2 separate regions of the Sus scrofa genome follow, and region 2 is linked to region 1. The links are chromatin contacts, called in public HiChIP or PLAC-seq maps. All regions are on one chromosome and are shown on one strand. The core of a region is the stretch at or near the end of the contact, and the rest is flanking DNA. Distances in the headings are between cores, read along the strand shown. Region 1 holds the start of NRDE2 (protein NRDE2 homolog). Region 2 has its middle 14 kb from the start of CALM1.

Region 1 (3,220 bases), core at 209-2,708:
TGTTATTCAAGTCAGTATCATTCCTTATCACCAGTTCCAACCATATTTCCCAAGGCTCCTCTTTACAAATCTCAATTTCCAAACTGAACAATCTGCCATTCTTTGCACAGGTCTCATGCTTTCTTTCCTGCCTGCCTTTGAAGGCCCTGGGATGCCCTTCCACTATCCCTATTTGTCCAAATTCTACTGTCCTGAAGACTCATCCCCAAAGTCAGCTCCTCTAAAGCCTTCTTTGAACTTCCCAACAGAAATCACTATCCCTGTAGTTCACCTGTGTCATCTACAACATTCCATCTTGTATGTACATCTTGCATATACTTTTTTTTAAGTACCTACTATTGGTCTGTCTGTTCAGCAAATATTTAATGAACACCTACTCTATGTTGGGCCTGTGCTAGGGGCTAAGTATGCTGCACCGAACAGACAAACACTGAGTAAAGTGACCAAAATTACACTAATTACATAAGAAATTACTCACAATTATGAGAAATGTTTCCCCCAAAAAACAACTGTAGGAACCATGAGGATACAGTAGAGGTGCCAGGCACAGACTCTGCCCCAGAAGTGAATGATTTAGGATTAATTACTTTAAATTACTACTATGTGCCACAACCTCTAACAATGCAGACCTCCTGGGAACATTCAAGGCTTAAATGAAATAGACAATGTCATCACCTGGCAGTAAATAAGTATTAGTTTATTCCTAGCAGCTATGCCCACCTGGAGAGAAAGGGATTAGGGTTGGAATGCAATTGTTCAGAACAGAAAGTTTTAGGAAGTTGGGATTCTGATTCCACTCAAGTTCATACTAACACTTCCTGACTGGGTCAGGTTCCCCAACTCTCAGTCGGCCAAAAACTACGAATCCAACTAGCAATTCAGAACTAAGTAAAACAGAGAAGCAAGCAAGCTGTAATAAGGACATCCAGCGTTTGCATCAGGAGTCTCCTCGAGATGTGGAGTACCACTGTTTCCCTTTTACGTGAAATCACTGAGGCTCTGCGAGAGAAAGGGTTCAACAATATGACTACATGGAAGCCCCAGCTCCCGGAGCTCTCGGGGCCGGTCTTTCTCCCGAGCTCTACAACCTTGCCCAGAAGCCGGACCGGAGCAGCTGCTCTTCCCAGAAGGCCTTGCAAAGCCGCAGAGAACTGTGGGATATAAATGGATAAACAAATCCAAGGCAAGGGCCAAGACCCTGGCCCGAGAAACTCCGTCCTAAGCCCGCCGAGGGCCTTCTTTATCCCTCTTGTGTGCTTACCTTTCCTGGAGCTCCCGCTACTGGGAGCCTCACTAACGCCGGCGAAGGCGGGGAACAGCGCCATGACCGCAGGCCGCACGCAGGGCCTCTTCACGCCACAGAAATGGCGCCAGGCAAAGGATGCCGGTAGTAAGGCCTTTGCCGTCGCAATGCACTCTGGGAAGTGTGGTTTTCTTGTGCTTCCTCCGGATTGAGCCAGACCGCTGGGGCGGGGCGGGGCAGAAAGGGAGGGGAAAAGGGCGGGGCGTAGTGAGAGAGAGGCACCTCTTCCCTGTAATTAGTACCCGCAGGATTCTGTGAGAAAATGATGTGATTGGAGATGCAATTGTTCAGAGCAGAGAGTGTTAGGAAGTTGGGACTCTGATTACCCCTGGAGTTCACAATGTCACTTCCTGACTGGGTCAAATTAATCAAATTCCCTAAGCTTTAGTTTTGATGGAATAAAAACTCATATTTTTAGGAAAAATAAGAAAAATGTAAACAAAATTTTTTGCGAATTTGCACCTCCTCCCTCCCCTCTAGTATGCCATTGTGCACCTGCATTACACATTCACCAGACCTCCCCAATGGCAGAAATACCTGCTCAACTCTAAAGATCCATTTTTCTTTTTCTGGCGCCAGCCTCCTAATTCCTTAGAAGATAACATTCCTTTCTCAATCCTGTAAGAGGTAACCAGTGACCCATCACTCACCTTGTATGTGCAGCATCTTTGGTGAACTTTTGTACAATCCCAATCTATCATTTCCCTGAAAGACAGTGATGAGTGCAGAGCAGACTGGTCAAATGACCTGGGGAGAATACTGGGCCACACTTTATGGAAGTTCTTGGCTTAAATATCTGCTTATGACCTTATTAATATTACTAGCTATATTACATGCATTCCTTATTAATGTTACTAGCTATATTACATCTAGCTATATTACATGCATTAATGTTGCTAGCTATATCACTTGCATTCCGCCTGTTTTACAAGATTGTTTCTTGCATTACCAATGTGTGACGGAGCCTCAGATAAAATTAACGATGATTATGCAACTAAGCAGGACCCTATAGGGCTTCCCAGAATAGAGCCCCACCTACATTCTCCACCTGCCTATTGTTTGTAGAAAGACTTTAATCAAAGAATAAAGCTAATCAGAGAAGTGAGAAAATGCAAAAAGAAAGGAAAAGAGTCAAGCAGGACAAAATAATTATACTTTAGCCATTAAAAAAAGTCTAGAACCTTTAGTTCTCCCTCAAGGACTATAGATGATATTCTGAGCCATGTTTTTTGAGCTGTTTTGCAGAAACTGAACCCCCATCCAGGTGGAAGAAGTTAACTATAAGCTGCCCACATGCACGTAGACCTCAGACCAGTTGGAACCAGAAGGTTGATGATGCTGACTCCCAATTACCTCGTAAGCTGATCACATCCTTCTACTTGAACCATTACTATAAGACTCCTCATTACTCTCCTCCAGACTGGAGCATAGTTTTCAGGACACTAGCCTGCTATGGCCTGGTTTGCCTGGCAAAGCAATAAAGCCATTCTTTTCTACCTAACCCCAAACTCTGTCTCCATGATTCAATTCAGTGCTGATATACAGAGCCTGGGTTTCAGCAACAATTAGATGACTTGAAGCAATTGATCAAACACACAGTTCTGTAAGATCGATGATGGTAATAGAATTACTCCGACATAGGAAGAAACAAGAGGGAAGCATTTCCTGGACTACAGCAGACTAGAAGACAGGTGGTCCAGAGGCTTTTTGTTACTGTTAAAATGGCCTAGTCTACTGAGACAGCACATCTAGTGGCCTATCAAAGAAATCCTTGCCTGACCTGGGAATGAGTATTCCTAGCACCTTGGGACAACTAGGTCATGAAATGCCTCCCAAGCCTCGGTCAAAATTAAGGCAAAAAGGGAAGGGATTATAAAATAAAGAATATTGGAGTTCAGGCCATGGTGCAACAGAAAC
Region 2 (3,013 bases), core at 114-2,613, 56 kb after region 1:
TGTGAGACAGATTTAATTCTCTTCATGTTACAGAAGAAACCAAGGCTCCAGAAGATTTAGTCCTTTGCTCTACCTCACCGCAGCAAGCAAAGTGGCCAACTCCCAGCACTGCAGCTGCCAAAGAACACTGAATTACTGGGTGTTCCAGAGAGGCACGAGTGGTTGTTGCTATACGGAGATTATGCAAAGCTGCAATTGTCTTTTGCAACGTCCCTGAACTCAGTGCTCTGGCATCATACTGAGACACAGTAAAAGGGAGCGTTAGTTTTAGGCAGGAGGCACTCTAAGGTAAAGTGATGCTTTGCCTACGGGAAAACGCATGAGACAGTGATTAAATGTTCAAAATCAGTGCCATTAGCTAAGACTAGCAACAACTTACAAATAAAATTGTCTGGTAAATGGTACCACACCACGCTCCCACATGGCAGCACCTAATCAGAAAACCTATACAAAGCTGTGGCTGCACCTGCCATATTCGTCAATAGAAGAGTCAGTACAGACCCACGTGTGCCTGTAAAGATCAATCCAGGAATCTTGGACGGGGAAGGGAACTGCGAAAGCCAGGATACACGAACCCGGGTCGTCAATTACTAAGGCTTCACACAAGGGAGAGGCCTGGCTGCGCTGGGTTTATTGGCCCTATAATTCACTACCTCTCCCTGTGGCCATAGCAACACCCACACCAAGGCAGCTCCAGAATTCACCTTTGGATAGCCACGCTCCACCGAATTTGCACCTACGCAGCTCAAATAAAACCATCAGACATCATCTCCCGAAAACAAGACAACCATGGCTTATTTCCACTCCCCCAGCTCTAATTCACCCAGGAAACACATATATTTTTTTTTTCTTTCACTCATATATACGGAAGGTAACCCTGAACAACCATCACTTTTGGAACAGTAAAACATAATATGAGGACCCCCCCCTTCTCAGAGGGGGGTGAACATCGGAGATGAAAGCGGGATCCACACCCAAACACACGACGAGTCGCCTAAAATGGCAACTAAACTGACAGGATCAAAATAATTTCAGCCAACGTCTGCTATCATGTCTGTCTAGCAAGCTCCGCTTGGCCCCTGCAGGCCACTGTCTCCGGAGCCGAGAAAGTTCCCTAGGCGGTTGTGGGATTTACAGCTCTGAAAAACAAAAACCGCATTCCCTGCAGGCGGGACCGCGCACAGCGCGAGCAACAACCATGACGTATTCGGAGGAGCTTTCCAGAACTGCCTTCCAGCCCGAGCAAAAGCCCAGGAAGCCAACCTCCCCTTTGCTTCTAGAAATGGAGAGGAGTCAAATCACCCTCCCTGCGCCCGCCGACAGAACGCAGACCCAGCGGTTTTCGGGAAGCGCCGCCTAAACCTCCTGTCAGACCCCCTCCTTCCTGGGTGGCCACTCTGCCCTGAGCCGCGAGCCCTCGAATCCTACCCCACCACCTCCCTGGGACCTGAGCAAAAACGAAACAACCCACCACCATAGAAAAAGGGAACAGAAACCCCCAGCAAAACTTCTGTCGCAGAGCCTATTTCCACTGTCCCCAAAAGCTCCACGAAAAACCCCCTGCGTCCCAGCCGTCCGCGGTGCCTCTAGTAAAGATGGCGGCCATAGGCGGAGCCGCTCCCTCCCGAAAGCAGCCTGCTGACCCTCCTCCAGCCACGGCCATTCACGCGGGGTCCTCCACGCCCACCGCGGCTTGACGCATTGCAGGTGCGGAGCGGCCAATCAGGCGTCTCGACTCTTTCCGGCCAACGACTGCAGGGTCGCGCTGGCCAATCAGAGCGCCCTTGTCAAACTGAAGGAGGAAAGCAGCCTCGGCAGCGCCAACTAAGCAACCGGCTCCAGAGCTGCGCGTTTGGGGCGTGTGAAAGAGGACTGCCTGTGTTCCTCCGCCGGGAGATGTAGTGCCCTCGCCCGCGCCGCGCCCCGCCCCGCCCTGCCCGCCCGCGCGTACTTGAAAGGCTTAGGCGAGAGGCGCTCAGGTTCTCTTCCCGCTGGAGCGTCGCGAGACACGGAGTTTTCCTAGAAACAAGCCTAAATCCCTTTGCCAGGCTCGTGGCCCTCCGAGGGGCGATCGGAAACCACCCTCGCCCTCCCCCCTAGCTCATTGAGGCCGCGTTCGCGTTTACGCGGCACCTTGTGTGATAATAGCAGCCACCGGAGCGATAAGAAGAAAACCTCGCCTTATCTCGAAACCCCAACTCGATCTGCCTCCGAGGCGACCCTTCCTGTTTACTACGAGCCGAGGCCCGGCCGCCCGAAAGCACCGTCGTGGGCACTTTTGTTTCAGAAGGGCCGGTTTCCATTTCCCTCCTGTGATTTCCTTATCTCGTCCCCGCGGGCTCGGGTTTTCCGCTGTGTCTGCATAGAAGGGGCCGAGGGGATGGACCAGGAGCCGGCCTGGGGGGCATGGGACGGACGAGGGTAGATTAACAGACTGTAGCCTGAGAACCGACGGTTAGCTCCTCAGTAAACCGAGGGGGCATTCTTCGGTGCCGAGGATAGGCTCTCCTAGATAGAGGAGAAGGCTTAATAAAATCACCTGTCAAACGAGCCAGATCTGGTACCACAGTCTGCATACCTCTGATCCCTCATTACACAGTGAACAGTCTGAGACCCGGGAAGATCAGTTGACACCCCTGCAGTCACATAGCAGTTGAGGAGCAGAGCACAGAATAGAATCTAGGTTGTCTGTGTCTCAAGCCAGTGTTTTTATGCTCTAGTAACACCCCATCTTCTGGAGCTGATGCTGTGAGATGGCTCAAGCATTTGGGGAACTTTGCTGTATAACTGAAGGAAGGTCTAGGAACTAAAGCAACTAAGTTTTCCCTGAACGTAATTTTCAGTGTCCTGCAGAAAAAGGAGCAGAGATGAAATGTTAGTTGGTTAATTCTCACTGCTACAAGAATCTAGCTAAGAAAATGAAACCCTGTGGATTTCTAGAACTGCCATTTTATTTAAATGTGATTTTATCCTCTCTCTGTGATTTTGGCACCATGGGGCTTGGATGATCTAA

Evidence for each region. HiChIP or PLAC-seq counts read pairs in DNA pulled down with a chosen protein or histone mark.
Region 2: an H3K27ac HiChIP or PLAC-seq map of skeletal muscle shows a contact between it and region 1. The contact joins the enhancer-like site here to the promoter of NRDE2 in region 1. A contact is called at or near these places in 1 of 5 promoter capture datasets (liver), 8 of 47 Hi-C or Micro-C datasets (alveolar macrophages, blood, embryonic fibroblasts and 4 more) and 2 of 2 datasets of contacts at active chromatin or transcription factors (alveolar macrophages and skeletal muscle).

The regions. Positions count from the first base shown.
Region 1 is chr7:112,089,174-112,092,393 of Sscrofa11.1, forward strand. NRDE2 (protein NRDE2 homolog) reads right to left here and starts at 1,459. Exons shown (of 14, transcript XM_021099603.1): 1 at 1,262-1,459. The coding sequence starts at 1,325.
Region 2 is chr7:112,145,323-112,148,335 of Sscrofa11.1, forward strand. No RefSeq gene overlaps it. Among named protein-coding and RNA genes, the nearest start is that of CALM1, 14 kb to the right of the region's middle. Within about 2 kb of position 1,364, at least 83 of the 83 cell types and tissues checked have an H3K27ac peak or open chromatin away from gene starts, as enhancers often do. A contact at or near this core is called in alveolar macrophages, embryonic fibroblasts, liver and 1 more, where this site is marked.